Regions from separate parts of the Mus musculus genome. Here all the other regions are linked to region 2. Evidence: chromatin contacts called from public Hi-C and Micro-C data. All regions are on one chromosome and are shown on one strand. Each heading gives the region's core, a stretch centred on a gene start, on an enhancer-like site or on the middle of the called end of the contact. The rest is flanking DNA. Distances are from core to core; before and after follow the strand shown.

Region 1 (2,700 bases), core at 195-2,694, 230 kb after region 2:
ATGGCTATTATATCAGAGTTCCCTAGAATATGTAATATATACATGCACACTCATGTGCACACACATACACACACAGAGAGAGAGAGAGAGAGAGAGAGAGAGAGAGAGAGAGAGAGAGAGAGAGAGAGATGCACTGCATTGCCTGTAATGCCCACTTGGGAAGCTGAAGCCAGCGGATTACTTAGACAACATAGGGAACTCCAGGCCAATCTGGTCTATACTATGAGACTCCGCCTTAAAAATGAAGGAAGAAAAACTGTTGTAAGTTCATTCTGACGTTGTATGAACATCACAGAGTATATGTATACAAGTCAGGTGGCACAGAAATGTCAGCATGTGATTGCCCTGGATACCATAGTTGTAACACATCAGCGAGAGAATCTGAGTGGCTAAACACATCTAAACAAAAACTACAGTAAAGCAGAGCCTGAGATTGGTGCGCCTGTCCTTCCTTTCCTCCCACTCTTTCCCTCTTGATTTTTTTCTCTTTCTCTCTTTTTTAGGCAAGCTATTGTTACATAGTCTGGGGTGGCCTAGAACTTACAATCCATCTGCTTCAGGCTCCCAAGTGTAGGATTTCAAACAATGTTTTAAATAAGTATAATTAAGTAACAATAAAGATATAGTATAGTAACGACATAAACCATTAACACAGCCATTTATTGTCGTGACTATCAAGTGTTACGTATGTTATTAAATACAGAACTGTGTGGTATACCATTAAGAGCTTGTTGAACAAGCTCTTGACCTGGGGACTCCTCGGCTCCTCCACGTGACCCTATTACCTATGTGAGTGCATTATGAAGGGGGAGGGGTGAGACTGAGATTATGAGGTTGGCTTCTGTGGCCATGACAGACAGTGTGCCAGTGCAAGATGGAGACCCAGGACAGCTGATTGGGAAGTGTCACTCTGAAGGCCAACAGGCTTGAGACCTAAGATGGCTGATGTTTCAGATCAAGTCTGCGCTGGCAACTTTTACACCAACTTGACACTAGATAGTCATTTGGGAAAAACGAATCTCAATTGAGAAAATGCTCCCACTAGATTGTCCAAACAGAAAGCTCCTGGTGCGTGTTTTTTTGTTTGTTTGGTTGGTTGGTTGGTTTGATTTAGTTTAGTTTAGTTTTGGTTTTGGTTTTTTGAGACAGGGTTTCTCTGTACAGCCCTGGCTGTCCTGGAACTCACTCTATAGACTAGGCTGGCTTTGAACTCAGAAATCCGCCTGCCTCTGCCTCCCAAGTGCTGGGATTAAAGGCGTGTGCCACCATCGCCCGGCTTCCTGGTGCATTTTTAAATTAGTGATTGATGTGAGTGGGGCCATCCCACAGGGGACATTGCACTACCTGTGCTTGATGGTAAGCCAGGAAGCAGCACTACCCCATGGTCTGGGCTTCAGTACCTCCCTCCAGGTCCCTGTCTTGAGTTTCTACTCTTACATGTTGGACTGTGATGTGGAAATGTAAACAAGTTAGTTTTGGTCATAGTGTTTCATCACAGCAATAGAAACCCTGACTAAGGCAAAGTCCAAAGGCAGTGAGCCAGTGATAGCCCATTTGAAAAGGAGCCAAGAAAGGGAAGGATTCCCTCCTAATTGGGGGAGAGCCAACCTTTTGCCCTATTCAGGACTACATGCAGTGGGTGAGGTCCACCCACATTAGGGAGGACAGTTGGCTTTACTTGGAGTTCTGAGTTAAACCCATTCAAAACCATGGTCCCAGAGACCTCAGAACAGGGACAGCACGATAACGGCAGGTAAAGAGGCACCTCTGACAATCTTGATGGTTTCGGTTTCATCCCTGGAATCCATGTGGTAGAAAGAGAAAACTACAGGTCTCTGGGCCTCTACACACACTGTGGTATGTGTGTTCCCACACAGACACACATACGTGTACACATACATGCACACAATAAATGAAATGTAATTTTAAAAAAATAAAGAGAACTCTGAACAGCAGCTGACCATATATCTCTTACCCTATGGCTGACGGGTGAAATCACTGTTTCCCAGTTTCTCCTCACCTGGCACTGCCTGGCCCTGGCAATGGTTTGAGATGGTCTCTCTAAACACAAGCTACAGAAAGGGATTTAATCTTACACAAATATCGATCCAAATGGGCTTGCCAGGAGGCACTAGCTGAATTCCTTCAGTCAAGGGTGAGTTTGATTGCCTTAGGGGTTAGGTAGTCATCCCGAGAACCCTGACACCTCCATCTTCAAAGATCTAAGAATTTACAGTTCTAGGAGAAAAAAGAAATGGAGTCTTTTGGAAATTAATTTTGGTAAACCTATTAAAGGGACCAAGTATTCAGACCAGACTCTTCCACTTAGAGTCACTAGGAAAATAGATTAAAAGGGGAGTGGGGGGGGGGAGCCGGGCGTGGTGGCGCATGCCTTTAATCCCAGCACTCGGGAGGCAGAGGCAGGTGGATTTCTGAGTTCGAGGCCAGCCTGGTCTACAAAGTGAGTTCCAGGACAGCCAGGGCTATACAGAGAAACCCTGTCTCGAAAAACAAAAAAAGTGGCATGGGGGGTGGGGGGGGGAGCCAGCAATCAGCAATGAACAAGTAGAAGTCTTTCGTGGACAGACCTTTCTTAGATGGTGTGAGCAATGACATCTGTCTGAAACCAAAGGAACACTGTGTGTAGCCAGACAAAGAACTGGCTTTTCAGTAACACTCCATTGTTACCAAGGCCTCGTG
Region 2 (2,700 bases), core at 50-2,549:
CACACACACACACACACACACACACACACACACACGTAAAAATTCCAGGAAAAGAAAGAAACCCAGTCTTGTCCCGAGTCTTTAAGCCCTCAGGTGGCACATGGACGCTCTCTGTGATGTGTGTCTTGAACACTTGTGAGGCTTTACGGACATCACTGATTGTGCTCACACAGACTAAGACTTCAGACATGACCAGGCAATCATAGTCATTATTGGCCGAATTGTCTTCATGGGTTGTACAACTATAGTTTGAATTAAAAACCTTCAAATAAAGCGTGGCCCTGGGAGTGCATGCAGGCTTTTAATCCCAACTACGCAGAAGACTGAGGCAGGGGCATGTCAAATTCGAAGCCAGCCTGGGCTACAACGTACATGGAGGCCAGCCTAGGGAACTCTGTGACACCTTGACTTAGAAAGTCAAAAGGATGCTGGAGACAGTGCTGAGTGGTAGACACTTGTCTAGTGGGCCCCAAGGTTCACTCTCCAGAACCACACAAAACGCTCAGGTAGGTTGCGAAAGACACTTCAGAGGGTGGCTGTGGTGGCAAAGCACTCACTAAGCCTGACAGCCCAAGTTTGATCCCTGTGAAGAGGGAGGGAGGGGGGAAGGGAGAGAGGGAGGGAAGAGAGTAGCAACATTTTTAAAAGCCATCAAATGAATTAAAAAACAAAAACAAAAACCTAGATCTTCACTGAGAAAATAATCATTTTTGAGTGTTGCTAGGCACCACTACTATTCTAACATTTGATAAAGGGGAAAAGCATCTCTACTTCTTTTCCTACGTAATCTGTGTTTCAGAGTAATTTATAGTTGTGAGAGAATTATACAAAATGTGTATCTACTGGATTAGGGAACCGGAAAACCTTTGATAAACATTTCTTTTAGGGGAACACTTAGAGAAGTATTATCTAAGGGATTAAAAAGTAAGAAGGCACTTGGTGGACTGTAAAACCCTGTGAGTCTAAGATTACATTCTGGCTTCAGAATCTTCTGAAGCTGCGGCCTCTGGGATGTGCAGGATGGTATAGATAATCCAATCAGAAGTTATTAGCAAACTGCTGCAAAGCAGCTTTGGAGGTCCGACCCCATTCTGGTAGATCAGAATCTCAGAGCAGACCAGATTCATAAGGCGGCCTTTCTGGCCTTTACACATCCTGGTCAGTAGTGCCGGTGGATGGGGCAGGGGGGGCCTCAGGAGCTGGGGGCGGGGCGTGGGGGACCAGGGGCGGGGTTTCCTCGTGTTAGGGGCGGGGCTCGGGCTCCTGGTCCTGGTGGGGCTCTGGGGTTGCGCGCGCAGCACTGTGGTGTGCGGCTGCGCTCTGGTGGGGCGCGAGAGCAGGCGTGACCAAGCTTCGACGACCATGCTGCCTATTGTGTGTGGATTTTGGCGTCTTCGGCGCCCAGAGACGCCTTCCCTTTGTTAGTTATTGTTGTTGTTGTTTAATTCTCATTTCCCTCCTTTCCACGTAGCGTCCTTTCACTTGCCGATAAGAGGGAAGTAGAGGAAGAGTAATAACCCTTGAGTGAGGGGCTGAAAATGGAGAACGGTGCCGAGGCCTCAGACTGTGACAGTGATGAAACGGTGATCGAAGGGTCGGTGACAGAGAACGAACCGGAAGACGAGGAGCTTCCCTGGAGAAGGTGACTGCCATTAGGGCTTGAGCACTGAACTCTAGCACCGCTGGCGGTCTAGGCTTCCTGTCTAGGTTTTTGAGTGGAAATGGCCGCCGCTGGCTGGACCGGGCTTGTGAGTGAGAGAGCGTTTGAGGACAGCTTTGCTGAGTATTTACATATAGCAATGGCTGTCAGGCCGAGCCCAGCTAGAGACCGTATGGTGATGGTGGTCGTTTTATGGCATTTAAAATCCCCGTACGTCTCAAAATGAGTCTAAGTACTTTGGCGATGGACAAGGACCGCTTTGCCCAAACTTAAGCTTTGACCTAGGAAGTGGTTCACAGGATTTCTTATAAGAACTATATTGGGGAAACAGGTTTGTATCAAACTGGAAAAGTGTTATAAGAAAGAATGGGGCTGGAGAGATAGCTCAGTGGGTAAGATCACTGGTCTTCCAGAGGACCGAGTTTAATTCCCAGCACCCACATGGCAGCTCACAGCTGTCTGTAACTCCAGTTCCAGGGGAACTGACACACACTATCACACAGACACACATTCAGGCAAAACACCAATGCACATTAAAAAATGATAAATGAAATATTTTTAAAGAGAAAAGGTATTTCAGCTTATCAGAGCTCTATTTGAATGTATTCAGTGTTAGACACAGGGATTTTTTTTTAAAAGGTTGAAATAGTGTACTTCAGTCTTCTATGTGGTATTCAGGGATGTGGGTTTGGGAACTCAGAGGGACCCTTACCTCACACAGTAATGGGTCCTTGTCAGAGTTTGCTTCTGAGTGGAAGCTTGAAGGTGATGTAGGAGTCAGCCATGTGAAGAAAGAGTGGTGTTCTTGGATAAGGAAGTGGAGGGGTATAGATGGAGAGGTGGAACCACATTGAGTTATGGATTTTGGGATGTATAAGCAGTTAAATCTTTCAGAATTGTGAAATAGACGTGGAGTGATGAAAGGGAACCGGGTTGCTTTCTTGTTTGGGTTTTTTGATTTAGGGTCTCTCTCTGTTGCCCTGGCTGTCATGGAACTCTGTTGACCAGGTTGGCCGCAAGGATTAAAGGCCTGAGGATTA
Region 3 (2,700 bases), core at 92-2,591, 210 kb before region 2:
AAGAATCAGAAATTCTATTCATATCTGACTTAGTAAGCAAAGCAAACTATCTAAATGCATACTCTTGTAATTTACAAAGTGGTTTGCCCTCTTCTCTCTCTCTCTCTCTCTCTCTCTCTGTGTGTGTGTGTGTGTGTGTGTACATATATCTCCTTGGGCTATGTTTTAACACCCTGATAAGGTATTCTTAAAATCTTTATCTCTTAAGGTTTTATTCATTTGAATATCTTTCAGTTATGTTTGTCATGATTTTACGATGGAAAATCATTTGTATCTGACATACAGTAGACTTAGATTCTACTGCATTTAGTCTCCAGGAATGCTTCTACACAAGAACTTCTCAGGGCTACTTCCTGTCATGTGGAGTGTAGGACTCTTCGATTGCTCCCAGAGTTTTTGTTTGTTTTGTTTGTTTGTTTTTTCTTAGTCATTGTGCCTTAACACCCCACCCTACCCCCAAACACTCAAAATTTCTTACTTTTCCATCTGGGTAGCAGGTAGAAATTCTTTCTGCAGTTAAATAAGGAATTTCAAAGTTGGAAATGATCAGGAATTTGATAGCTACCTATTGCCTAATTCCTTATTATTTAGTAAAACTCGCATTTTGATCTTAATGATAGAAAGTTTCTATCCAAGTTATCCTGTCTTCCGGGGAGGAAAAAGATGGTTAACATGGGTCTCCGGGGAGATACTTGTTCACAACTAAGAGAAAACTTCAGGATATAATATGACCCTAATTTCCTTTTTAAGAAGTTCTTTAAACGTTATTTGTTCTCTGACAACCTCAACATTAATTGCACGAGATAAAAATTCTATAAATTAACAGTGAGAAAATAGTCTGAAGGAATTCTTCCTCCAACAGCAGTAAACGTCAAATATTAAGTCTACTTCCGAAGACATAGACAGTAGTCCTTCGGAATTAACAGTGACGGTTTTAGAGAGGAAGCAAATCTTCAGTTTGCGACTGGAGAGATCATAAACTCCTAACCTGAGTGAAGCGACGGAGTCCCTATCATTTTTGCCCAGGCAAGTTGCAAAGATGTTCCCGGGCTTTCCGGAAAGCAGCGTCGCACAGCCCACCATCCTCACCTGAGGGTTCTCACGTCCCGGCTCGCTGGCTCGTCACAAACACGCAAGGCAGAATCGGAAGCCAGGCTGGACGGAAAGGGGCACGCAACTCTCAAAAGAAGCCCACTTGCCTTCAGAAGGTTCCCCTAGGCAACCAGCCTTTAGGCGCGCCCAGGACACACACCAGTTGCCTAGGATTGCGACTACAACTCCCAGGAGGCTGCGCGGCGGACGGAGCGCCAGCCTTCCCAGAATGCAGCGCAGCGGCTTCCCTGTTCAGCTTTCTCCTCTCCCGGCTCCGCCTCCTTCCCTACCCGTCGTCACCCGGGAGGGCCGGAGGTAGGGAGCGTCGCGAGCCGCCGGGAGGGGCCCGGGGCGGGGTGGAGGGAGGATGGGAGGACGGAGGGGAGGGAGCTGAGAGAGGAGGGAGGGTAAATAGTGGACCCGGCAGGAAGATGGCGGCTGTAGCGGAGGTGTGAGTGAGTGGATCTGGGTCTCTGCCGTTGGCTTGGCTCTTCCCGTCTTCCTCCCCTCCTCCCTCCCTGACTGAGGTTGGCATCTAGGGGGCCGAGTTCAGGTGGCGGCGCCGGGCGCAGCGCAGGGGTCACGGCCACGGCGGCTGACGGCTGGAAGGGCAGGCTTTCTTCGCCGCTCGTCCTCCTTCCCCGGTCCGCTCGGTGTCAGGCGCGGCGGCGGCGGCGCGGCGGGCGCGCTTCGTCCCTCTTCCTGTTCCCTCACTCCCCGGAGCGGGCTCTCTTGGCGGTGCCATCCCCCGACCCTTCACCCCAGGGACTAGGCGCCTGCACTGGCGCAGCTCGCGGAGCGGGGGCCGGTCTCCTGCTCGGCTGTCGCGTCTCCATGTCGGATAACCAGAGCTGGAACTCGTCGGGCTCGGAGGAGGATCCGGAGACGGAGTCCGGGCCGCCTGTGGAGCGCTGCGGGGTCCTCAGCAAGGTGAGCTGCCCCGCGGGGACCGTGGATCCGCTGCCGGGACTCACCTGCCGCGAGGCGAGGGGGAGCCGCTCGGGACCTGGGGTGGGGCTGGACTGGAGGCACCGACTGTCCCGGGGCGGGGGCTGCGGAATGTGCTGGGGTGCGGGGCCGAAAGGTCGTCTTGGAATGAGTGCCTGGCCAGGGATGGGATAGGAGGTGCTTGGGACTGTCCTTACCGCTAGCCCCCCAATTCCTGGATCCTGTCAGCTTTGGCGGAGGACCTTGGAAAGCTTGTATTAAATCCGTGATCTAGTTCGGGAGGCAAGGTGCATCTGGTAACTTGGAACCCAAGGCCGCAGCTGTCTGGGGTGTAGGAATCTGGGTTGGGCAACCCGTGGTGTCTGAAGAAGTGCTGGGCAGGAGGGCGGTGAAATCGACCTTTCAGACTGTATTTTGGAGGCCCCTACCAGAATGGGGGCAGGTGCTGTTCGGCTCTTAATTGGTGTAACTTAGGCAAACCAGTTGACTGGGTTTGGCCTTGAAATCTGAGATAGTAAACTTTGAGGTGTGAGTGATCTTTGGTGTAGGAAGCGTGTGCGGCACTTTTGTACCTTACCCCCTCCTTGTCCAAGTTCAGAAAAGAGCTATTGAATTGGCAAGCTGTGGATAAGAAATATTAATAGTAAGTTGGAACGTGTC

The links. A called contact is a pair of places that touch in the nucleus more often than the background predicts.
Region 1: a Hi-C map of liver shows a contact between it and region 2, with 5 times the contacts expected there. The contact joins the enhancer-like site here to the promoter of Ankrd31 in region 2. A contact is called at or near these places in 4 of 484 Hi-C or Micro-C datasets (embryonic fibroblasts and liver) and 2 of 115 datasets of contacts at active chromatin or transcription factors (hepatocytes and liver).
Region 3: a contact with region 2 is called in a Micro-C map of embryonic stem cells, with 3 times the contacts expected there. The contact joins the promoter of Polk here to the promoter of Ankrd31 in region 2. A contact is called at or near these places in 1 of 39 promoter capture datasets (hippocampal neurons), 1 of 484 Hi-C or Micro-C datasets (embryonic stem cells) and 2 of 115 datasets of contacts at active chromatin or transcription factors (bone marrow-derived macrophages and embryonic stem cells).

What each region holds. Positions count from the first base shown.
Region 1 is chr13:96,979,252-96,981,951 of GRCm38.p6, forward strand. All of the region lies in intron 1 of Gm41027 (a long non-coding RNA gene), which reads right to left. Among named protein-coding and RNA genes, the nearest start is that of Gm41027, 3.2 kb to the right of the region's middle. Within about 2 kb of position 1,445, at least 2 of the 459 cell types and tissues checked have an H3K27ac peak or open chromatin away from gene starts, as enhancers often do. A contact at or near this core is called in hepatocytes and liver, where this site is marked.
Region 2 is chr13:96,746,994-96,749,693 of GRCm38.p6, forward strand. It overlaps Ankrd31 (ankyrin repeat domain 31), which reads left to right and starts at 1,300. Exons shown (of 26, transcript NM_001370928.1): 1 at 1,300-1,374; 2 at 1,472-1,642. The coding sequence starts at 1,539.
Region 3 is chr13:96,541,238-96,543,937 of GRCm38.p6, forward strand. Polk (polymerase (DNA directed), kappa) reads right to left here and starts at 1,342. Exons shown (of 15, transcript NM_012048.3): 1 at 1,090-1,342. It overlaps Cert1 (ceramide transporter 1), which reads left to right and starts at 1,498. Exons shown (of 18, transcript NM_023420.2): 1 at 1,498-2,022. The coding sequence starts at 1,927.